Linked DNA regions of Mus musculus: all the other regions are linked to region 5. The links are chromatin contacts, called in public Hi-C and promoter capture Hi-C maps. All regions are on one chromosome and are shown on one strand. The core of a region is the stretch at or near the end of the contact, and the rest is flanking DNA. Distances in the headings are between cores, read along the strand shown.

Evidence for each region. Hi-C and Micro-C count contacts between places; a contact is called where the count stands out from the background. Capture Hi-C pulls out chosen DNA fragments and counts their contacts.
Region 1: a contact with region 5 is called in a promoter capture Hi-C map of liver, with 6 times the contacts expected there. The contact joins the promoter of Ufsp2 here to the promoter of Cdkn2aip in region 5. A contact is called at or near these places in 2 of 484 Hi-C or Micro-C datasets (B cells and CD4 T cells), 1 of 115 datasets of contacts at active chromatin or transcription factors (astrocytes) and 2 of 9 other capture datasets (adipose tissue and liver).
Region 2: a Hi-C map of CD4 T cells shows a contact between it and region 5, with 5 times the contacts expected there. The contact joins the promoter of Snx25 here to the promoter of Cdkn2aip in region 5. A contact is called at or near these places in 1 of 39 promoter capture datasets (erythroid cells), 2 of 484 Hi-C or Micro-C datasets (CD4 T cells and regulatory T cells), 3 of 115 datasets of contacts at active chromatin or transcription factors (astrocytes, double positive thymocytes and extraembryonic endoderm stem cells) and 1 of 9 other capture datasets (liver).
Region 3: a Hi-C map of B cells shows a contact between it and region 5, with 7 read pairs. The contact joins the promoter of Primpol here to the promoter of Cdkn2aip in region 5. A contact is called at or near these places in 1 of 39 promoter capture datasets (embryonic stem cells), 2 of 484 Hi-C or Micro-C datasets (B cells and CD4 T cells) and 4 of 115 datasets of contacts at active chromatin or transcription factors (the SCID.adh cell line, astrocytes, cardiomyocytes and 1 more).
Region 4: a promoter capture Hi-C map of adipose tissue shows a contact between it and region 5. The contact joins the promoter of Ankrd37 here to the promoter of Cdkn2aip in region 5. A contact is called at or near these places in 1 of 39 promoter capture datasets (neural stem cells), 2 of 484 Hi-C or Micro-C datasets (B cells and CD4 T cells), 2 of 115 datasets of contacts at active chromatin or transcription factors (astrocytes and large pre-B cells) and 2 of 9 other capture datasets (adipose tissue and liver).

The regions. Positions count from the first base shown.
Region 1 is chr8:45,973,047-45,977,375 of GRCm38.p6, reverse strand. It overlaps Ufsp2 (UFM1-specific peptidase 2), which reads right to left and starts at 1,848. Exons shown (of 12, transcript NM_138668.2): 1 at 1,788-1,848. It overlaps 1700029J07Rik (RIKEN cDNA 1700029J07 gene), which reads left to right and starts at 2,124. Exons shown (of 7, transcript NM_001033148.3): 1 at 2,124-3,872. The coding sequence starts at 3,773.
Region 2 is chr8:46,150,636-46,154,971 of GRCm38.p6, reverse strand. Snx25 (sorting nexin 25) reads left to right here and starts at 2,531. Exons shown (of 19, transcript NM_001372342.1): 1 at 2,531-3,190. The coding sequence starts at 2,816.
Region 3 is chr8:46,614,373-46,619,214 of GRCm38.p6, reverse strand. It overlaps Primpol (primase and polymerase (DNA-directed)), which reads left to right and starts at 1,988. Exons shown (of 15, transcript NM_001001184.2): 1 at 1,988-2,081. It overlaps Casp3 (caspase 3), which reads right to left and starts at 1,924. Exons shown (of 7, transcript NM_001284409.1): 1 at 1,714-1,924.
Region 4 is chr8:45,996,933-46,001,545 of GRCm38.p6, reverse strand. It overlaps Ankrd37 (ankyrin repeat domain 37), which reads left to right and starts at 1,696. Exons shown (of 5, transcript NM_001039562.1): 1 at 1,696-1,929; 2 at 2,143-2,295; 3 at 3,058-3,149; 4 at 3,726-3,932; 5 at 4,421-4,613. The coding sequence starts at 1,903. The coding sequence ends at 4,421. It overlaps Ufsp2 (UFM1-specific peptidase 2), which reads right to left. Exons shown (of 12, transcript NM_138668.2): 12 at 4,588-4,613.
Region 5 is chr8:47,711,791-47,716,532 of GRCm38.p6, reverse strand. It overlaps Cdkn2aip (CDKN2A interacting protein), which reads left to right and starts at 2,602. Exons shown (of 3, transcript NM_172407.3): 1 at 2,602-3,013; 2 at 3,515-3,645; 3 at 4,239-4,742. The coding sequence starts at 2,763.

The sequences.
Region 1 (4,329 bases), core at 599-3,098, 1.7 Mb after region 5:
CTGTAAGCCAGCCTCAATGAAATGTTGTCCTTATAAGAGTTGCCTCGGTCATGGTGCCTGTTCACAGCAATGAATCCCTCAGACAAACCCTATTCTGGAACAAGTGAGCTAGAACTGACTCCTAAGGCTTCAAATGACTGAACCTTGGGCATATATTACCTTTGATTGTCAGAACATTATGAAGTAGGTGCCGGTGCAGTTTTTTATTTTGTAAATTTCTTGTCACATCTCTGCAAGAGTGACAGCTTTTATGTAACCTGTTCAAAGACTACACCATGTCCCAATTTCACTCCATTAACTTCATTCTAAGCGAACAACAAAAAGTTTAATAATGCTGTCCATTCATTCTGTTGTTTATCATAAAAAACTAAACCCCTCAAAACTGGAAAATACTGTGAGAACTACCAGTGAGAAGTTTGATAAATTTAGAACAACATTACCATTTGAGTAAGAAAAATACTTACATAAACTGAAGATTGAAAAGACAAGCAAAAAACCCTGTCTTGAAAAAAAAAAAGAAAGAAAGAAAGAAAGAAAGAAAAAGAAAAAAGAAAGAAAGAAAAGAAAGAAAAAAGAAAAGACAAGCAAGAGTAAGGTTTAACTCGGGTACTTATACAATAAGATTTCTGCTTAACATAATCAGTCACGCCTATTCTTTTCTGTAAAAAATGGGGAAAAGATATGGTACTTCAACCAGGGTTGTTATGACAATTCTTTAAGCAATCATATGTGAAAGCGCCAGGGTCTCTTTAGGCTTTTAAAGCAAGATACTCTATGAAGATGTAATATTTAAGCTGAAATTCGAAGGGCAGGTAAGTAGCCCATAAAAGAAGCCTTAAATTTTCCAAGGTAAAGAGGTATTCTTATGTGTGTAAGCCCATTCTAAGCACAGTGGCCAATTGGTGAAGGTTCGCTTAATTGAAACAACATGTAGGAAGGCTGATGTATACGATTGTAAGCCCAACACTTGGGAGGTAGAGGCAGGAAGGTCTGGATTTCAAAGTCATTCCTGACTGTGTAGCCAGTTCAAGGACAGCCTGGGTTTTGTGAGGCTCTGTCCTAAAACCAAAGCAAAAGATCACTTAGACTATGACCCATGGACGGACAGCAAGGACAAAGCTCAAGGACGGTAAAGAAGGTTTTAATACAGCCAGCCAGAAGTAGAACCCAGACTTGATTATTGACTTTGTTCTTGAGATGAGGCAAGTTTGTCAAGGGTTTGGTGGGCACAAGGAGGGGTGAGCTGGGTTATCGAATGGGAATTCTGAAGGAAGAGTGCGGGGAGAACAGGAAATGATGAGCCGGCTCTGTAACTGCTGAGTTTGAATGATTTATTTAAGTGGAAGCAGTTGACTAGACTTATGAATTGGGTTCGGAGAGAAAGCTCAGGGTGTAAGCTGAAGATTATCATCTGCGGTACAGATGGCAGGACTTAGCTGAGCTAGGAGAAGGGGGAAGCTGGAGAGTTCTGTGCCACGTAAGCGAAGGGAGAAGACTATTTTAAGGAAGTTAGGTCTATCTTTTCAAAACCAAAAGTTCTTTTAGCTAGCTTCTAAATACGACAAATAGTGCCTTACTGTCAAGATGCACTGACTGACCCGGAGAGTCGCATGACCCGGTGCTGCTGGTGACCAGATCACCCAAGAGATCCAAGTGAGGATAGTTTGTACCGCGACTTTTGGCCTCTCAGGAGCAGCTCCTTTTAGGGGCCTGGAGCCATTCTCCTAACGGTTGACGAAGTCCTAGGGGTAAATACGGGGAGGTCACTGACAACCAGAATCACTTACCAAGCACCACTGGCGATGGCAAGAACACCTACTTCGTGCAAGCAAGGGTCGTCCCGGAAGTGACGTCACGCCCGCCGACTGCGGGGCTCCGACAGGTGACTACAACTCCCAGAATGCTTCGCGTCAACCATCACGGAGCGTACCACAGGGAAACTATTCGCCGATGGCGGGGAAACAGAAGGCTTAGTTTCGAGAGATTTTATTGGCTGAGACTTACGTATTCTATGGCCTTTCTTCCGTTTTCGTGGACGCGCCGTGCGGGTTCGAACGTTCCGAGGGCCTACAGTAGCACGTTGGGAAAGGGTTCTCCCGTTCCCACGGCAACGCGGCCTAACATGCGCCAGCGGCAGCTTGCGGAACTGTGCGGCGCGCGCCTCTGCTGCTGCGCTCTAGGCTGGAGCCCCGGCCAAGCGCGTGGCCTCGAGCTCTTCGGGCTCTGCTGTGGAGTGATCCCCGACCGGAGCAGGGTCCATCTGATTCTGGTTGTGGGATTAGGTGTCTTTTGGAGAGGTGACTCGGCCTCGCAGACATGGGTTTTCCTTAGCTACCTGCCTACTTCAAGCTACCTTTCCTTAGAGGGAATAACTTAGACAATCAGTCCATTTATTTTCTGCAGTTTCTCCCTTTTAGCCAAACTTTTTTTTTTTTTTTCCTGGCGTAGAAAAGAATTTATTGAGTAAATTGCAAGGATGCAGTGGACAGGGCTGTAACAGAGGAACCTTCTTAGCCAAACTTTTTGAAGGGAACTTGCCATATTCTACTTGGGTAGAATCCCACGATTTTCGTGTCTACGTGATTATAAACCAAAATTTATGCCTTTTAAAGTCTGTTTTCCTACTTCTACCTGACCAGAAGGAGAGGGTTGCAAAAAACATTGCGTAAATGTGTGAATGAATACTTTGTAAGTTTTACTTAAAGAGTTTATTGTAGGGACAAAGTTGAAGGCATTGGCCGCAAGCGCTGGGGCGACAATGGTAAAAAACTAAAGGGGTTTTGTCGTTCAAGCCGCTCCGGAGGTTAGGGCAGAGGTTCCCTGATTCCAGGAGTTCCATTCCAGTCTGGGCAGCGTTGCCTCAAGAATGTGGTGAAGGAGATTGAAACTCAGTTCATGGTTCCTAGCTGTCAGTTCACTGGGGAAAATAAAGGGTGCCAAACCACGGATATAAGATGACTGTTAATGAAGCTTGGGAAGGTGTTAAAGCGGAGAATCTCCAGGAGAAGAGACCAACTCCATGACTGTCCAATTAAAGCAAGCTGTGTGTTGGGGTGTGCCCGTACTAGCCTGCTGGCTGTCTCACTCTGAGAGCACCCCTTGCGGCAGCCTCATTAGGTCCTTTTTACACGAGAGAGAGAGAGAGAGAGAGAGAGAGAGAGAGAGAGAGAGAGAGAGAGAGAGAGAGAGATCGTTCACCGGACTGAGAGAGTTGGCTGTTATACATTGTAAAAACAAAACCAAAGAACAATGTGAAAGGGAAGGAACAAGGTCATGTTCCTACATCATGTGAATCGGGTAGCAAGTTTAGTGTTGGTTGAAAGACATTTTGCAGTTTACATCCTATCTAAGAAACAGGGATCAGTCCTTAATTACAAGGAGAAATCTCAACTTGGAAGCACTTAACGCAGGACAAACAGGAACGTATTCTTTAACTACAAATAGAAACCGTAGCCTGTACAGGATGAACAGGAGCTTAGTCTTAACTGTCTTAACTGGAAACAAAAACTTTAACCTGCAAAGTATATTGTTCCTAGTTTGGTCTCACAAAAGCTATGCACAAGCCTATCTGATGGGGCTTGTGCGGGTACGTAAAAGAAGTCAACCAACCAACCAATCCAGAGACTTAAAATAATGGCAAATAAATAGTTTGATATTTAATAATCATTCTTTTCTTTAAAATTAATTTCCTGTAGTTTTCAGTGTAAAGTAGGATTTTGCTGCAAAAGAAGATCTAAGAACCTTTGTGAAGTTACCACCCCAAGGAGCAATCATGCCGATAGAAGGTGGGAAAACAGATATGGAGAGGATTGGCCTCTTCAGTGAGATGGAATACATCACTGTGGGCGACAAATATGTGTCACCATTTAATCGTGAGTATCTTTGGTATTTTAAAATACTTGAATAGCATATATTTCCAATACAAAGATTTTGATTACATACATATTGTCTTAGTTAGGGTTTTACTGCTGTGAACAGACACCATGACCAAGGCAACTTTTATAAGGACAACATTTAATTGAGGCTGGCTTACTGGCCCATTATCATCAAGATAGGAGCATGTCAATATCCAGACAGGCATGGTGCAGGGGGAGCTGAGAGTTCTACTTCTTGTTACAAAGACAAACATGAGAAGACTGACTTCTAGGCAGCTAGGGTGAGGGTCTTAAAGCCCACACCCAGGATGACACACTTTCTCCAACAAGGCCACACCTACTCCGAGGCCACAACTACTCTAACAAGGCCACACCTCCTACTAGTACACTCCCTAGGCCAACCATATTCAAGCCATCACACACACACACACACACACGCACACGCACACGCACA
Region 2 (4,336 bases), core at 1,282-3,781, 1.6 Mb after region 5:
AAGGAACTGTTAGGACCCTACAGTGACTACAGGAAAGGGATATTCCAACTCAGATTTAAGGGACTCCAGTTACAATGAGGCACTGATTTTGTGCCTCATTTTCTTCAATGCTTTCTGAGGTCAGTCACGCCCTTCTATCCCTTGGTGTTGCCTCACATCAGTGATCCTCCTGCCATACACACCAGAGCTGGCCTAGCAGTAAGAGAGTGTGTGCTCTGAGGCAGTTGTCAGACTGTGGGTGTGCACATCTCCAGCCCTGCATTACTCTTGGGAACCATACTTACTTCAGTTACAGAGTTGGCCTGCAGTAAACCTTAGGCCAGTTTCCCCTTGCTAATTACACTCACTCCGTTCATGCCAGGGCAACAAGTGTGCTTCTGTTCTCACAGAGCAACAACACTGGACATTCTAGAGCACGGCACACTGGTCTTAGACTCATGGGCTTATGAAACCCTGTTTTTGCTCCTTTGGAATGTGAAATGATAAAGCCATTGAGTTCTTCAGAAATGCTGTGGTACAGAAGTTAAGTGTTGAAACTGAAGGGAGTCTTATGTGGAGAGACACCAAATCCTAGTTCCAAGGTCTACTAGCTTTGCGATTGAGTCAAGTTCCTCTAGTGCCTCTATTTCTCCATCTGTCATCAGGCTCGACAGTATCTGTTGGGGTGGAGATGAAATGTCTAGAGCTTTTCTCTGTAATCACATTTGGTATGAGAAACTCATTATCTTCCTACGTTTTCTTAGCCCATATAAAAGAATGTGATGTTCTGTGAACACCAACTAATATTAAAAAGCGACAAGCTTGGGGTGGGAGAGATAGCTCCGTGGTGAAGAGCACTCAGTGGTCTTACAGCGGAGTCAGGTTCAGTTCCCAGCATCCACATGGTCACGCATAGCTGTTCCTACCTACAGTTCTGGGGACCCCATGTTCGTTTCTTGCTGAGAGCACCACATGCACACGGCACACAAACAAACACAGGCAAGCAAAGCGCTCGCATAAAATAAAATTTAAAAATCTTTTTAGAAATCCTTTTAGAAACATGAGAAACATACTTGTCTTTAAATAGTTATAAAAATAATTCACTTAAATACTACATTCTATTAGAATTAAATTTTAGGTATGCTTTTTAAATCTATGACTTCGTCTCCCACTTGAAATCCATATGCCATTGGGGAAATTTATTATGAAGACCTGGAATGAATACATGGGTGGATTGTTAATGTATACCTGTACCTTTTCTTGAATAATAACTTTTTTGTGTAATACTTTGTTTTAAGCAAGCAAGTAAGCAAGCACTTTATTCATGAGTATTGTGACTTTTTTCCTTTTTTTTGATGAAATGGCACAATACTTATTACAGATGGAACAACCCCTTTACAGAAAAAAACAAAACAAAACCAAAAACCCAGTGTAGCCACAATATATAACACTGCATTGTAACACCTATGTTACTTGTCTGCTACTCGGAGGGCACTACCCATCACCATATTAGCGAACACTGCAAACCTAGGCTGCACACCTTTGATTCCAGCACTCTGAAAGCAGAGGCAAGTAGATCTCTGGGGGGGTCCAGACTAGCCTGGTCCACATAGTGAGTTTCAGGATAGCCAGGTTTACACAGAGAGACCCTGTCACAAAACAAAATAGTACAAGTTAAAGAACCTGGACTTCTTCATCTCAGTGTCATGGGGGTGCTAGCTCCTTATCTGTCAAGCTTCTCTTATTTTCTTATTTCATTTTTTTTTTTTTTTTTGTCTTCTCTACTCTATCTCCTCTCCCAGTGTCTTCAGAAATCCTTCATTTCCATCATCCCTCTAAGACAGTCAACACCCTTTATGGGCTTTGGCAGCTCTGTTACAGTATTGAGCAGCATTTGGACATCTTTCATCTCAGCAAACATCGTCTGTAGACTACCGGCTGCAGTCAAGAGAGGAAAGGAAAATATGTTCTCTCAAAATTCTTTGAACCAGTTTCTTTTGCGTGGGTAACAGCTTTTGTACCGAGTAGTTGTTGGCAACAAAAACACAAAATCGGAGCCAAATCGATTGTGGCAGCTATGTACACTCTCTGGCACTGGGGAGTCTTTCCATAAGTAAGTGGGAACCACAGGCTTCGCTTGACTCCTCCAGGTTTGTCTTAGTCCCCTACCCTTGGGCAGTGGAGTGGGGTCCGTTGGAAGAAAGTAGTAAAAGAGAGGATCAGGGACAGTACGAGGTTAATCAGAGAGCTAGAGAACAAGGCTGGCGTCTGGTATGGGGCTGTAGGCAAGGCGAGGAGCGGAGAGACGAAAATAAGGGGGTACCTGAGCGGAGCTCAACGCAGGCTTCTGACACCTGCAGCAAAATTTTCCACGAACAGACGCGGTCCCCGGGGGGCGGGGGCGGGGCTCGGGAAGTAGCGGGGTCCACTGCGATTGGTCGCGCCCCTTTCCGGCCGCCCCCGCCCCGGGTGGGCGGGGCGACCCCGCCCCACTGTCACTCAGCCGCAGGTCCCGCCCCCGCCCCCGCGCGTCTCGAGCCCTTGGGGTTTCAGTCCCCCTCGCGGTCCCGCTACCTGGGCGCGCCCGGTCGGCGGGCAGCTGCGGGCCCGGCGCGGGGCGGCGGCACCGAGGCGGGAGGGGGGGCGCGGCGGTGTCTGTTGGAGCGGTTCCCGCTCAGGGCCGCCGGCGAGGGCATGAGCGCGGGCTGCCCTTGCCTCGCGAGCGGCGGCGGGAGCGGCGAGGCGGCGGGGCGCCGCGCACAGGCCACGGCCCGGGGCGGCGCCGGGGGGCTGCGGGCCGGGAGATGAGCCTGTCGCCAGCGGCCCAGGAAGCAGCATGCACCGCGATGCCACCGACAGCAGCGGCGCCCGCCGCGGCCCCACGTCCGCCGCAGACGCCTGCCGCGCTGCCCGGGGCTCCGCGGACCGGCCGCGGACGGCGGACGGCCCGGGCTGGGGCTGGCGGGGGCCCGCGGCCGTGGCCGCCCTGGCAGTGCTGGCGCTGTGCTGCCTGGTCCCAGGCTGGGGACCGGCGGCGGGCACGGGGCCGGGCGCCGTGCTGCTGCGCCTCAGCCTGTACCTGAGCTGCGCCGCGGCCGCCTTGCTGCTGGGGACACTGGTCTCGCTCGTCTGCTGGAGCCCGCGCGCCCAGCCGCCGGACTTCGTCTCTTCCTGGAGCCGGCTGGCGGCGACCGTCCGCTGTCCGCTGCGGGTGAGTACCGGTCTCGACTGCCTCGCGTGCCCGCGGCCTCGTGCGCGCGCAGACCCCGGGGGGCTCCGGCCGGGTGGCCCTCCGGCAGCCGAAGCCCGCGGAAGACTGGGCTGCGCGGGCTTGGTCACGCGCGCCGTTTTAGGCGCTGTAGTTAACTCATCCACCATCCTCTGCACAGAGAGATCCATCCAGGCGGGTCTCCGATGTTGAAGTGCAGTTGGTGAGTGCCGAGAAAAATCCGCTTACAGCACCCACGGGAGGCAGGCTTCGCATTCATCACTGATGCTCCTGTTTGGTTCTTCGATCTGTAGTGGTTGGGAGATAACTTTATGACGGCTTACAGAAGAGAAAACTTGGTTAGGTCACCCAGTCCGAGGGAGCTCACTCAATGGGCCCCGTGTACTTCATACCTGTAAGGTCCTGTCTTCCACCATGTTGGTTAAGTTGTCATGCAGCTCAGGTGGATGTCTATTTGAGGGGGTTGAGGGGGTGGCATGCTCACCAGGAACCACTGTCGTTTGTTAAGAGGAAAAGCTGTCCTCAGGCAGGTGTAGGACATCAGGGTTGTGGTTATGTTGCGGAACGTAGGAAAGAACTGGATTTTCAACGTGCTTTGCCCTCCTTCCTACCAACCCTGTTTGCCTTAAATCAAACTTTACCTCCAGTCTGTTTATAATAACCCTTTAAAAGGACCTTCATTTTACCGGACTTGGCTGATTGATATCTTCATAAAACTAAAATTGCCCGAGATCTTGGGAGCCAGAGCAATGGCAGTGGCTCAACTTCATAAAAACGTTTGTTAGAGTGACTGCTGTCCCCAGAGTTTCTATTTGCTTATGGCATGAACCGTTTATTACTTTCTGGAAGAGCTTCCTACTTTTCAAAATGACTTTCCAGAGCCTGTCACTTCAGAATGGCATCCTCACTCATTAGACTCAGGAAACACAGCGGCAGTCTCAAAAGAATAGCAATGCCTGTTCCGCTTAGAAACTTTGATTTGGCTAAACATTTGTGACTATCGTTTGCATTTTAGAGTTGGTGGGTAGATGTGTTCTTCCTTCTATTCTTTTCTCAGTTCTAATAAGTAAGGGTCCTAAAAGTTTACCAGTTAGGTTTTAGACCTATATAAGGCACACCACAGTTTAA
Region 3 (4,842 bases), core at 739-3,238, 1.1 Mb after region 5:
CTTCAACACCAGGTTGTCACAGGGTTCTACACTCCATACTTAGGGCTCCTGCCTGTGGCCACCATTAACATATCCAAAGTAACTTCCCAAAGGCTGGCCAAACCCCCAGCTTAGCATCTCCTCTGCTATTGTGTATACTCTTACTGTAACGATGGCCCCACATTTCCCACCCACCCCAATGGGTTGAGTAGTCACTTGTGGAAAAAAAAAAGCCAGTAAGGAAGGGAGCCAAGCTAAAGTTCGAGCCTACTGTTGTTTGCTCACAGTTCGGTAGGCAAACAATAAACAAGCAAAAGTAGAGGATATGACACGGCTGCTTTCAGGAAATGCCTGCCGCAAAGGGAGGAATGGGAAGATTCAGCTAGGAATTGCTAACTAAGGGAAACCTCCGTAGCAGCTCCTGTTCATAAGCTAATGTCTCAGGGGGAGAAAAGGTGAGCCAGTGGACTCAGAGGGCTGGAAAGAAAACCCGAAAAGGACACAGTATCCAATATTGCCTGGAGAGCTTCTTCATTCTGCTAAAAAGGGGGGGGGGCGGGGGGAGACAGCCAAGACCCAGGGTTTGGCTTCGCTAACCCGGTTTAGAGGATACGGTTTTACACTTAAGCCTTCAGGGTAAACATGAACATCTAGAAAACTGTTTTTGTTCGTGTCTTAAAGAGAGCACTGGAGAGGGGTCTTGGGCGGGAGACAGAGACCTGCAAGGAGGCTGCTTCAGTTCCCTGAGGTGGGCACAAGTCTGGCAGACACGTAGAAAGTCCACAAGACTCCGAAGAGGGGCCAGGTACAAATCTGTCAGACTCGTAGGTCTACAAGGCTCGGGGACTAACGGCGGAAGAAGTTGGGTCCACAAGAGGTGCCTGAGAAGGACGTTTCCTGGGTGACTCAACGGAGAATGAGGTAAAGACCCTGCTGTTCAAGTCGAACTTCACAGACTAATTAATAAGCGCGAAGAAGGGACAGTAACCGAGCATGGCTCAAGAGATGTCAATGCAAGCTCCTACAGTGACTTTGACCAACAAAGGAATGAGCTGGAGTATTCAAGGAGTAATGCTTAAAATCAGCTCTCCGCAAGAACCAAAAATCACAGTGCACTGGAGAAAACTAAAGGTGGAGATCAAATGCTCTTGTAACAGAGGGAGGCTGGGTCACTTAGAGCCGCCACAAGGTCAGCATCAGCCTAGCTTCCAGGCCCCAGGGCAGAACTTCCCCTATCCATCCTCTGCTACCGAGTCCACACCTCGGCCTGCAGATCCAGGATCCCGCCACCTCCCGCCACTCGGCTTCCAGGTTCACCCCCACACTATGGCCTCACCCCCTCCCGCCCCTGAAGCTCTGTACCCCGGGCGATCTCCAGATACCCCCCTGACTCCGCCTTTAAGCCTCAGCGCGGCCCGTGTGCCATGCTCGAGGGGTCTGAACCCGCTCCGGCTCACCCAGGTTTAGGGACACCGCACCGGCTCACCCAGGTTTAGGGACACCGGTTTGGCCTCCCGGGTCTGGGTTCTCAGCTCGGGATCGCGCTCCCGGCGCTGTTTCCAGCTTCTCTGCCTTCAGTGTTTGCCTGAGCAAGCCTGGAGGCAACACAAAGGATCCTCCGCCCAGATTGCCCGTTTCCCCCGCCTCCTCCAAGGAGCTGCAGACCCGCCAAAAGAGCGCCAGCTCCGGGGGACAACACAGGCCTTCGAAGGCGCGAGAGCAGCAGACACTCACCGTACCGTTCCAAGCTCCCCGCCGCAGGACACTGCGCTTTGATCCCACCAGCACCAACACTGCAACTGCAGCAGCAGCAGCAGCAACAGCAGACTACCGCCGGTCACGCCCCACGCCACGCCCCTTCTCTACCTCCCCGCCCCATCCCCCCTCACACACCCCCCAACACCTCATCTCGCACACGCCAGTCGCGATTGGTGGTTTCAGCCCCGACTGAGCCCCGTCTCGTAGCGCAGGCCCCGCCCACCCAGGGCAAGCCTAGGGCCCCGCCCCCTCCGGCTCCGCCCCCTCGCGCGGGTTTCAAGCTCTGGTTCCCGCCATCTCTGGCTCCGCCAGCTGCCGCCTCCGGCCGACTTGCGCCACTTGAGGTAAATTTTAGAGAGGTCTTTCGGCCACGCCTGATTCCGGGGGCGCCAAGATGGGCGTCTAGGGAGGCGCCTCTGCCAGTCAGAACTCTGGCAGGAGAAAATAGAGCTGTGCCCCGCACTCGGTAATTCTACTTCCTCTCAATTGCACCGAGGCCTTTCTTCACTTCCGTCCACCTCTTGCTCCCTCAGTGAGAGGTCCTGACTACCTTACTGAAATCTCTGACTGGTTTACGTCCTATTTCATTCAGACTCTGACTCTGGGAAGTGGGTTTTGTTTTGTTTTGTTTTTGCATAATATACGAAAACACGAGCACAGCGATCAGCATCGAATTTCAGGGGCCCAGAATATTCTTAAGGACAAATGTACTCCAGAGAGCAGCCTCTTGCCTTCACCGCCTTTGCTTCGTTGGATGTAAGGGACTGACGTACACGTAGCCACACAGATGTCTACCGTTCGTTGCGTGTGGAATTCAAGCTCTTGCATTTCCATAATACATTTTTTATTTTTTCCAGTTCCATCAAAGGCTTTAAAAGGATAAGTGGACGGGCAGTGGTGGTGCACGCCTTTAATCCCAGCACTTGGGAGGCAGAGGCAGGTAGATTTCTGAGTTCGAGGCCAGCCTGGTCTACAGAGTGAGTTCCAGGACAGCCAGGGCTACACAGAGAAACCCTGTCTTGGGGGGGAAAAAAAAAGAAAGAAAAAGATAAGTGGTTTGCTCTCATGAAGAGCCATAGTGGTTAAATGTAGATTCCAGAAACAAATTGATCTATCATTATCCCTCCCAAAGTAAGTTAGAATCAGCCATTTTCTGTTGGACTTTAGCAGTAGGATGCATTCAACCCTCGCAGTGCATCGTGGAGGCTGTAGTTCACAAGGAAGGGTCTAATTGAGAAACCCCTTGTGCCCGGACCCCTCCCTGTGCTAAACGTTCTTAACAAAGTGATACCTTAGATAAGGTATCCTCAGCAGTTTCCTGCCGTTAATGTTGACTTCATCTAGAGAAGTTCGTTAGAGCAAAACATCTGGAGGTGATAGTTTTCATCTAAGCCCTGTAATTTCTCCTCACTGTGGGGACTCAGAGGGACCTGAAGCCGCCCTGTAAATGGGGACCCAGAGGGACCTGAAGCCGTTCTGGGCCTCAAGAGAGAAAGAATTCATGAAAAGCAATGTGACTGCTTTCCAGGAGCTGGAGTAAGATGGCTTTCTGAAGTGATCTAAAAGCGGGGCGTGGTCACTCTCTTCCATTTGGCGAGAAAACTGAACTAGAAGTATAATAGGTAAACGTTTTAGGGCCTACATCTGCAAGAAGACTTAGCCTTCATAAGCTAAATTACTATAGCAATTACATGATAAGTTAATCATTTGTAAAAATGGTGTGAAGGTCATTTATCTGGTAGAGTTTTGCTCTTTGGGGTGGGAGACCAGGGAGGAGGAAAAGAACCAACACCTGAAACAGTATACTGTTATAGGGTTTCTTATCCCTCCTACTAGTTTTAGGGATATTTAAAAAATGACTTCTGGGGCTGGAGAGATGGCTCAGCAGTTAAGAACACTGACTGTTCTTCCAGAGGTCCTGAGTTCAATTCCCAGCAACCACATGGTGGCTCACAACCATCTGTAAAGGGACCCAGTGTCCTCTTCTGGTGTCTCTGAAGAGAGGGACAGTATGCTTGCATACATAAAATAAATAAATAAATCTTAAAAAAAAATACACCTTCTGATTCTAGGCAGTAAATAAGTGGGACAGAAGAAATTCAGTCTTTTATATTTAATTTCTTAAGTTGTTACACATTCTAGAAAGTAAGCTTATATAGTAATATGTTTGTAAGTAAACCTTAATAGCGTACTTTAAGATGACTACTTAAAGATGAATACTTAAGTCGTAGATATTGTATAGAGGGATTATAGAGTGCATTTAAAAGGTGGTGAAGGATTGGTTGGGTAGTTAAGAAAGAGCTCTTGCTCTTCCAACTCAGGTGGCTCATGCCACTTGTAACTCTAGCTCTAGAGGACCCAGCACCCTCTTCTGACTTTCAAGAACACAATCCACATTTACACAAATACACGCAGATAAATAAAGTATAACAAGCGTTCATAAATGATAGCATATTAAGAAGATGTTGGGATAATATAATAATAATAATATTAAGAGCTTGGGAGATGGCTCAGTTGGTAAAGTACTGTCTGGATAACCATGAAAACCTGAGCTTGCATCCCCAGCACCCATGTAAAACACCTGGTGTTATGGGAAGGTAGAGACCATGGGATCCCTGGAGCTTGCTGGCAGCTGGCCTAGCCCGATGGATGAGCTCCAGGGTTAGTGAAAGATCCCGTGTTAAGAAATAAGGTGGAGCCGGGTGTGGTGACACATGGCTTTAGTCCCAGCACTCGGGAGGCAGAGGCAGGCAGATTTCTGAATTCGAGGCCAGCCTGGTCTACAGAGTGAGTTCCAGGACAGCCAGGGCTACACAGAGAAACCCTGTCTCAAACAAACAACAACAACAACAAACAAAAACAGAGGGATTGAGGAAGATACCCACCATTTTTTTGGCCCACATGCACACTCATGCACAAAAGTGCACGTGTAACATATGCATGTGAACGCAGGCACATAAACATGTGTATATACACACAAAATATTGTTGAGGATTTTAAAATAAAAGAACATCACAAAAAATGGAACTATGATATTTCCAGTAAACACAATACTGATGAATTTAATCTCAGGGTTGAGGGAGAGGTTGGAGTAGCGGTTAATTG
Region 4 (4,613 bases), core at 447-2,946, 1.7 Mb after region 5:
TGTTATTCATGTGGGAGCTGAAGACTGAACTCAGGTTAGTATGCAAATTACATTACAATCTTAGAAATGGTCAAATTATACACATCTGAGAGAACTGTATTAAAATCAGATTATCAGGTTTGATTTGCACCTGTTGTACACACCTATATAACTAGAGTTAAATACAATTTTTTTTTTTTCAGGCACTGAGGAGCCATGAGTGAAAAAAGTTTTAAGAAGCCCTGTTCTAGGGAACAGCCTAAGATTGTGGACCACCACAATGAGCAGTGTGCCTTATTAAAGAATTATATTGGTTAGTGAAAATTAATGGGTGAGAATTTTGTGACTTGTTGGGAAAACTGTGACTATGATAAACTTGCTGTTCTTTAAAACCATACTGGTTCAGATATCTTCTGTTACAACTATTGAAAAAGAATCCTCATTAAAACGGGAAGCCAAATATTTAAATAAAACTTCCTTAGGAGCTAAGATTTACAGGAAGAAGCACAACATAGACTATTTTAAGCGACACGGTCTTCTGTGTCAAGTAAACTCTACATGTTATTTGATGTCTAACCAGCTGTTAATAGTTTCTTACCTCTATGTTTCACCTGCTACCATTAACTTTAACTACAGTCAGAAGTCAACAGGGTTCATGAAAAGGAATTCAAACTTTGCAGTTATTACATTGTCATGAATTTTACCAGTAATGCCATGTTTGTTTTAAAATCTCACCCTAAATTATTGTTTCTTTTGGTCTGCTTCTCAGACTTTACTGACTTCAAGGCTTTGAGTAGTAGTATCCTGGGAAGAGTCCTTTTGTTCCTCAGGCTTATCTGATGCTCTAATTTGGGTTCTGGGTTTTGATGAAGCCCTTCTCATGTCCTAGCGCAGGGGTTCATGCTGTCAGCAGATCACATCACTAACATTAAATCACTTGGCTGCTTTCTTCACGGTAATCTTTTGTTCTTTCCTTTCCGTATTCTTATTATTCCTAATAACCGGAGTGAGGGCCATCCCCTTGGCAAACTCCTTGTATTTACTAGCTATTGCCGGAACCAGGACGGGTTTCGGACCCTCAGGGGACGTGTGACAATGGGTGGCTTATTTCACAGGAATTGCCACCTTGCTCACAAAGGCAACACTGACTGATAGGTAATTCACTGGGTTTGGGAGAGCATCTCCTATGGTAAACCCTCCGTCACAGTCTCATCGACATGCCCTCTAACGCCCCACCGCTGCATCCCCTTCCAAAGCATCCTGCGGCGCGCGCGGCGGCGGAGGACGTGGGGCAGGAGGAAGCACCTTCGGACCAAGCTGGAGGTGGAGGACGCGGGGCCTGCGGGGGTGGATGGGTGTGGGCTACTTCTGCTTCCCTCTTTTCCGGGCTACGTGCGTGCTCTCAGTCACAAAGCCATGCACCGGCGATTGCGGCTTCTCCAGAGGGCTAAAAGGGCTTGACTCCACCCAGCAGTACGTGCCTAGCTCGGCTCGCATCATGGCCGCCGCCAAAGCGCAAAGGCCAGGCCTTCCACCCTCTTCGCCCACCACCTTCACTGCGCACGCGTGCTGCGGCCGCCTGGGCTTCGCTCCCAACAGGGCGGACCCAGGGGGAGGTCGGCCTGGCCAATCAGCTGGCAGGCCGCGCAGCAGGCTCCGCCCCCTCCTCTTTTGCTTGGGGTTCCAGGCTGCACATGTCAGTGTTTGGGTACGTGAGGCCGCAGCGGGGCTGGGGACATCGCGCTGGGCAGAACCAGGCCGTGGGAACGCTCCCAGGCTGGGGAGCGGCGGGGAGGAGCCGCGGCCCTGCAGGTTCCCGAGAGCTTTAAATTCTCCCGAACTGGGGCAGTCCCTTGCATTCTTACCGGCCAGTGTTGCCTCTCTGAACTCCCGGGGACACTTGTCATCTGCTTTAGGTGGGCGATGCTGTTGCTTAGTTGCAACTTGGAGGTGAGACTCTCGCCCCTTTAAGTCCTGCAGGCTAGATCTCCCAGAGGTCTGTGTGTCTTAGGAGCTCTAACAAACGTGACAGTGACAAACTGCTGGGTTACCAAGTCAAACCTTGTCAGATCTTGTTTTCTTTTTTTTTCCGTGGAGGGGTGGATTTTCAGCTCAGAGGGCTCGAGCGGGACAGGACAGTGACAAGCTGTTCTTTTCCTGCAGGAGGATGACCTTAAGAGTTTGCTGGAGACAGGAGCATCAGTGAACGCACCTCCGGATCCCCAGGAGCAGTCGCCTGCTCACCTAGCTGCAGGTGGCGGCCTTGCGTGCTTTCTTCTCTGGCAGCTGCAAACAGGTGCTGACCTCAACCAACAGGTAACTAGGTAACCGATTGTTGCTATGTACAACCCTCTCCTCCACCCAGTGTCTGCACGGACATTTCCTAGATGTCCGTTTCAGTTGGTATAAACAGGCATATAGGAATTTCCAGGAGAAAAATACATACTGCAAGATGGTAACTTGGAACTTTTTAGTATCCACATTAATAAAACAAAAACAAGCCATGGGATTTCTTTTAATAATCTAATCCCAAATACTCTTTCAGTATGTAATTATATCAGCAATGATTTATGTGTATTTTATTTTGCTCTTGTACCACGGTTCCCAATTCAGTGTGTATTTTACTTTTATGGCATAGCTCAGTGAAGTCGAACCACATTTCAAATATATATATATAGCATGTATTTACTGTACTTTTAAAAGTACTTGCTATTGTCCAAGTTCCAGTCAACCAGGAAATAGTATGTGGGAAACATGCCCACCATCAATTCTTCCAGTAGTCTTCATCTTCATTAGAGTGTGACGAAGTTTTTAATTGTAAACCTTTGGCTTCTATAGAACTCTATAGTGTGCTGGCATTCCCTTAATTTTTTAATGTGTGCAAATATGATGGCATGTTTTTATTAATGGAAACTTTGTATTAGCACAGCAAGAGAACTTCATGAAAAATACAATTAGTGGAATAATCCAGTTGTTACAAGGTAGTTTTCACTGGCTCCCTCAAATAGCTGGTATTACTTTGCCCACTGGCTTCTACAGAATGTTAGGGAGACCCTAATGTGCAGTCTTGTCTTACAGGATGTCTTGGGAGAAACTCCACTCCACAAGGCAGCAAAGGTTGGAAGCCTGGACTGCCTGAGCCTCCTTGTGGCCAGTGATGTCCAGATTGGGTGAGTCTGAAATCAGTGGTCTGAGGCTTTGTGGTTTCTTGGATTAAATTAACCATACTCCTAATTATATATGATCTTAAAAATAATACTCGCCTAACTGGTAATATAATGTTATCCTTCCAGGAATTGAATATTATCAAATAGAGTAAGTGGAAACAGATGTTCGGCATCCAGAGGTGCAAGTCTTCATGGCATTCTACTACAGTTTTGGCTCAGGAAGACTTTTCCTATAGAAGTTCTCACTGGCTATCTACTGAACCATATAGTTAAATACAGTGAATTTGAACACCAAATATTCTTGTAGTTAGATTCTTTCAATAGTGAAATATGATAATGGAATAAAAATACGATAGACTGTCCATGATATGCGGTGTGCTAGTCACTGAGCATACAGTGAACAGAATTTAATTTCCTTGATCTTTCTTTGGCCCAATTCCGGTGTGATGTGTATGTATGTTCTCGAGAGTGTGAGACCTCTTTTATCCTGTTCCCTGTGTTGATATGTATTCCAATTTCCTCTACTAGAAAAATAATAAACAATAATTTTCACTTAACTCAATTTTTGTCTAATTTCAGCGTATGCAATAAGAATGGGCAGACAGCTGAAGATCTTGCTTGGTCATATGGCTTTCCAGAATGTGCCAGGTTTCTAACAATGATTAAATGTATGCAGACGGCAAGATCATCAGGTGAGCAACAGGAGCGTGACCCCCGTGCTCCTGTGCTGAGACAGAAGCGGAGTTTCAGGACTGTGGAGAGTGGAGTGATGAAGAGAAAGTGTTGGTGAGTGCCTCATGGTGTGGCCTGCTTTCTCCTTAGGATTGGCTCTCCTGGCAGACTTGATTGTTGCACTTAATGTTGGCACTCTGATCTAAGGTCCAGTATATTTTTGTTTTTTAAAATTTTATCATTGGTTATAGTTACTGCTGACCAGCTTCTAGAGACCAAAAGTTTGTCCTGTATGGTGGGAATTTGGGGACGAGACCTTCTTTTAAAAGTTTTTTAAGGTTGTGTGTTTGTGTGTACACACATTCATGTGCCTGTGTGTGTGGAGGCCAGGAGAGGACCTGGGACCCCTTGGAGCTGGGAGGCCAGGCCAGGCATTTGTAGTCTGTCTGTCTGTCTTGTTGCTTGGGAGCTGGGATACAAGCTCCGGTCCTCATGATTATGGAGCAAGCGCTCCTACCACTGGGCCATTTCTCAGGTCCCCTTAGAAATATTTTTAGTCTCAACATGTTTGTTTGTTTGTTTTTTTTTTCTCTCCAAAACAGATGTCTTGTTGGGCAAGAGGAAAGAAGAGGCTTGAAGAAGAGCTTCACTTCAGACAGATCTACAAGCCATTGCTTTGGCTCATCACATGATGAAACTCCTGAGGAGGAAAACTTTCTTCTAAGTGAAGAGAACATTCATGAATACATGTATTTACATGACTACAATATTTTGGATGTGCATGTTTTTTACTTA
Region 5 (4,742 bases), core at 1,353-3,852:
GCTAGCGGCCATGCTTAGACATACATTTCACACGTAAATCGTAACGCTATCCTGAGATTTCTTTTCTCTTGAATGTAATTCTCAACTTTGTGGTCTATGGCCTATACCCTGAATCTTCATATTTACAAAAATTACATCGGGGGGGACTGTAATCAGACTATATTGAATGAAGAACCCATTATGTATGTGAATGTGTATTTGTGGGAGGGTGCACAGGTGCAATGTGGCACATGTGGAGGTCAAAGATGGAGCGTGGAGGACTGAACATCCCACTGGTCTTAAACTGAACTTTTTAAGAATCTAAAACCGCCGGGTGGTGGTGGCACACGCCTTTAATCCCAGCACTTGGGAGGCAGAAGCAGGTGGATTTCTGAGTTCGAGGCCAGCCTGGTCTACAGAGTGAGTTCCAGGACAGCCAGGGCTACACAGAGAAACCCTTTCTCAAAAAAACCTTTAAAAAAAAAAACTGAAACCAAAATACATATATATTTCCTATCAAGAACTCAACTTTTGCAAATAAATACTTGTTTTCAGACTCTTTTGGCTTTTGATATAACTGTGAATCCAAGTGAGGAGGCCCGGAACTGTACTCTGAGAAGAACCACCGGTTTCAGGCCATCATAGAGACAGCAAGACTATGTCTTCAAAGAGAAAAAACTTTGCCATTGAAAGGTTAGCTGTAGCCAGGCTGTTCTTGTTCATTTTGTTACCCAGTCTGGCCTCAAACAAAGCTGGGCTGACTTGGTTATTTTAGAAGAGACTCTTGCTTCTCACTCTCTCAGTAGACCAGTGAGACAATGGACCCCGGAGAAATGAGAATTTCCCCAAAAGTCTTAGAAGTAAAAGGTTCCAGCCAACGGGGACTTTGTCTTCCTGAGAAAGATTTCACGTTCTAACCACTGTTAAGCCACCTTGTCCCAGCAGCCTCAGGCCGGGATACCAGTGGGCAAGCAGCTGGTTGATGGGTAAGCCACTGTTTGACGGCTCCTATCTTAAATGTCCATGTCCTTGGCCTTTTATTTAAACGTGAATCTCATTTCAGAGCTCCAAAAGACTCGTTTGAGATGGGATGGATGCCTGTGAGTCTCAGTCTCTGTGTCTCTGTCTCTCTGTCTGTCTGCCTCTCTCTCTCTGCTAGGAGAAGGGGGAGAGTTGAGAAAGGGGTTCTTTTGTGGAGTCCTGAAACTAGCTCTGTAGACCAGACTGGCCTCAACTCACAGAGATCCCCCTGCCTCTGCTCCAGAGTGCTGGAATTAAAGGGGTGCTTTGTCTCTCCTTGCCAGTGTGGCCTCTTTGAAAGCCTTTTCCTGCTTTCCACTACTAACGTGTCCCTTCTAATTGCCTTATTGGAGCTGAACAGTGTTGGGGCACAGGCCCATGGCTATCAAGTTTAGTAACCAAATGACTGAATTTTTGCGTGATTATTCTGATTTAAGCATTTTCACAACAAAACGCAAAAATCTATTGAGGGAAAATTCAATTACATAATTTATCACTATCTCATATTATTACATTGATCCTTTGATTTATTGACACATACCTAGACTTGGAAATGTTAATAAACACGCCAGAAAAAAAAATCCATGGGTTGGAGAGATGGCTCAGTAGTACGAGATCTTAGAGAAGACCTCCAGCACCCACAGGGCGCTGGGTTCAATTCCCAGCACCCACAGGGCGCTCAAAATCCTGGGTCAACTCAACTCCAGGAGAGCCATTGCTCTCTTGCCTCCAAGGGCACCAGGCCCACACATGTAGCACAGACACACATGCAAGCAAAAAATCGAACTCATAAAACAAAACAAAACAAATGCAGAAGCAGTTGCTCTTGAGGACTGAGGCCAGGACGAGATAAGCAGATACATTTCCATTTTGGTCCAACCGGGATTAACAGTTAAAACCAGTTGGCACGGGGTCATTTATAGTTCGGGGACCAAAAGCGTTAAGGGAGAGGAAGCGGGTTGAACCAGGAACTTAAGAAACCGCGGAAACCCAGCCAGATCGTGGGGCGCAAGCGCAAAGGCCTGGTTTCAAAGAGCCGGTTAGATCCAACTGGAGGAGCCGCTTGTGCTCGTCGTTAAGTTACAACCGTGCTCGGTACTTTTATTGTCCCCATCCCACAAGGCATCCGCAGGTCCCCAAACGCCCGGAGACCTTCCGAGCCTCGGGCCCAAGGGTTCAGCGGCTTTCGCGGCAGGGCGCAGGCGCGGAAGCCAGCTTTTGTTTATTTTGGCCGCGTGCGACCGCGAGCGTCCGAGGGCGGAACGCGCAGGAGGGGCGGGGCGGCAACTCGGACGCCTCCAGGTCTCCGCGCTCCGCCCGCTTTGTCCCACCGCCCCCCTCTCCCGGCCCCCCGGAGCGCGGCGTCACAAAGCGCCGGCGGAACGCCCCAGCGGCCGCCCCTAGGCGCCGAGGGCGGGGAGGGCCGCTGGCCGCTGAAGTCGCCTCGGCCCCGCCTCCGCCGGCGCGACCGCCGAGCGAGTCGCTGGCGACTGGGCGCTGCAAAGCATCCTGGGAGGACGCGCTCGCGCCGGAAGGTCGCGTGTGCGCGCGGCGGCAGCGGCGGCGGCGAGGTTATAAAAGGGAGCGAGGCGGTGGCCGGCGGAAGTGGGCGGTTCGTCGGCGCCTTGTTCTGTTGTTTGGGGTTTGGGCTCCTGGAGGGGCGTTCTCGGGAGGGCCGCCGGTGCAGGCCGCGCTGACACAGGGCCGCTTCGCCCCCGGGGCTCCGTGCGCTTGCGCTCTCCCCGTCCCGCAGGGTCCCCAACATGGCGCAGGAGGTGTCCGAGTACCTGAGCCAAAACCCGCGGGTAGCCGCCTGGGTGGAGACGCTGCGCTGCGAGGGCGAGACGGACAAACACTGGCGCCACCGCCGGGAGTTTCTGCTTCGCAATGCCGGGGACCTGGTCCCCGCCACCGACGAGACTGCGGACGCGGAGAGCGGAGCCCGCACTCGGCAGCTCCAGCAGCTGGTCTCCTTCTCCATGGCCTGGGCGAACCATGTCTTCCTAGGGTGCCGGTGAGTGGAGGGAGCGTCGCTCTCCAGCCAGCCTTCCGGGCTTTGCTCCACGCCCCCTGCCGCTGGCCGGGGAGCGCTTTCGCGGGGACCGGCGACGCTGGGGAGGGCCGCTTGGGAAGCGCGGGAATCGGTGTGACACTGTGGGTCCTCGGAGGGAGAGCAGGAAGGGCGTCCGGGGCTGTCCCCGACCTCACAGTTGCCGGGCGTCCGGGTGGTATGCGCCCGGCAGATGGAGTTGTTGGTGCTTAGCTGACAGTATCTGCCCGGGAGACCCCGAGTTTAAAGGTTCCCTGGCACAGACCCGCCTCCCGAGCCCTTAGGGCATTCGTCTGGGCCATCTTCGATTGTCGCGCGGTTCGTACACTTTGATCACGACCAGGAAATGCAGTCTGCGCACTCCTGCATTCCTCACGCTGCCAGTACTTTCGGAAAAAAAAAAATAAAGCATAACAACAACAAAAACAAACCACTTCTTGAGAGCGACTTTTGCTTCTTTTTCAGGTACCCTCAAAAAGTTATGGATAAAATTCTTAGTATGGCTGAAGGCATCAAAGTGACAGATGCTCCAATCCATACCACACGAGACGAACTGGTTGCCAAGGTGAAGAAAAGAGGGATATCAAGTAGCAATGGTTAGCAGATCATAGATGTGAACATACATAGGAGTTTAGAAAATATGCTTTATAAAATTAGGAATCGCTGTCATTACTAATTTTTTTTAACAATCCAGAATGTGTATGCTGTATTAATCTAGTTAAAATGTTAAAGCTACACTGTGTGTGTATGTGTGTCTGTCTGAGTCTGTCTGTCTGTTTTGGTGCTGAATTTGATTAACTTTTAGATTTTCAAGTCCAATGTCTGATGCTGTTAATTTAATATTAAAAACTAATCATATTAATTGATACTGTTTTAACATACTAATGAAGTTGTTCCATATTTTAAAAGAAACTACTGGTTCTGAAAAAAGAATTTTTTTGTGCTTTTGTTTGTCTTGTTTTGTTTTGTTTTGATAGGGTTTCTCTGTGTAGCCCAGCCTATCCTGGAACTTGCTCTATAGACCAGGCTGACCTCAACCTCAGGGGTCATGCCTGCCTCTGCTTCCTGAATGCTGGGATGAAAGGCACTTTGCTGCCACCCCACTCTCTGTGATTTTTAAATGAATGTTTTGTTGATTGTCATGTCTTTAGGACTCTTAGTAAAATACCTGTGTTTTTCTTCTTTCTAGAAGGGGTAGAGGAGCCATCCAAAAAACGAGCCGTAGAAGGAAAAAACAATTCTTCAGTTGAGCGAGATCATGGGAAAAAATCTGCCAAAACGGATCGTTCAGCAGCTCAGCAAGAAAACAGTTCGCCGTCCAGGGGGTCGTCCACCAAATCCGAGAGTGGTGGGACCTCAGCTCGGAGCAGCTCCAGTGGCTCCCATCAGGATAGCGCCACAAGTGAAGGAGACAGATCTGTGTGCAGCCAGAGCAGCAGCAATTCCTCTCAGGTAACCGCAGGGTCTGGAAAGGCTTTGGAGTCAGAAGCTCCACATAAACGTGGTTCAGCGTCATTTGTTTCTTCCCTGTTGAAGTCCAGTATGAATAGTCATATGACCCAGTCCACTGATAACAGACAACAGAGTGGGTCACCTAAAAAGGGTGCTCTGGAAGGTTCTTCAGGCTCAGCCTCTCAGAGCAGCTCAGAGATTGAGGTGCCCTTGTTGGGCTCCTCTGGAAGTGCAGAAGTAG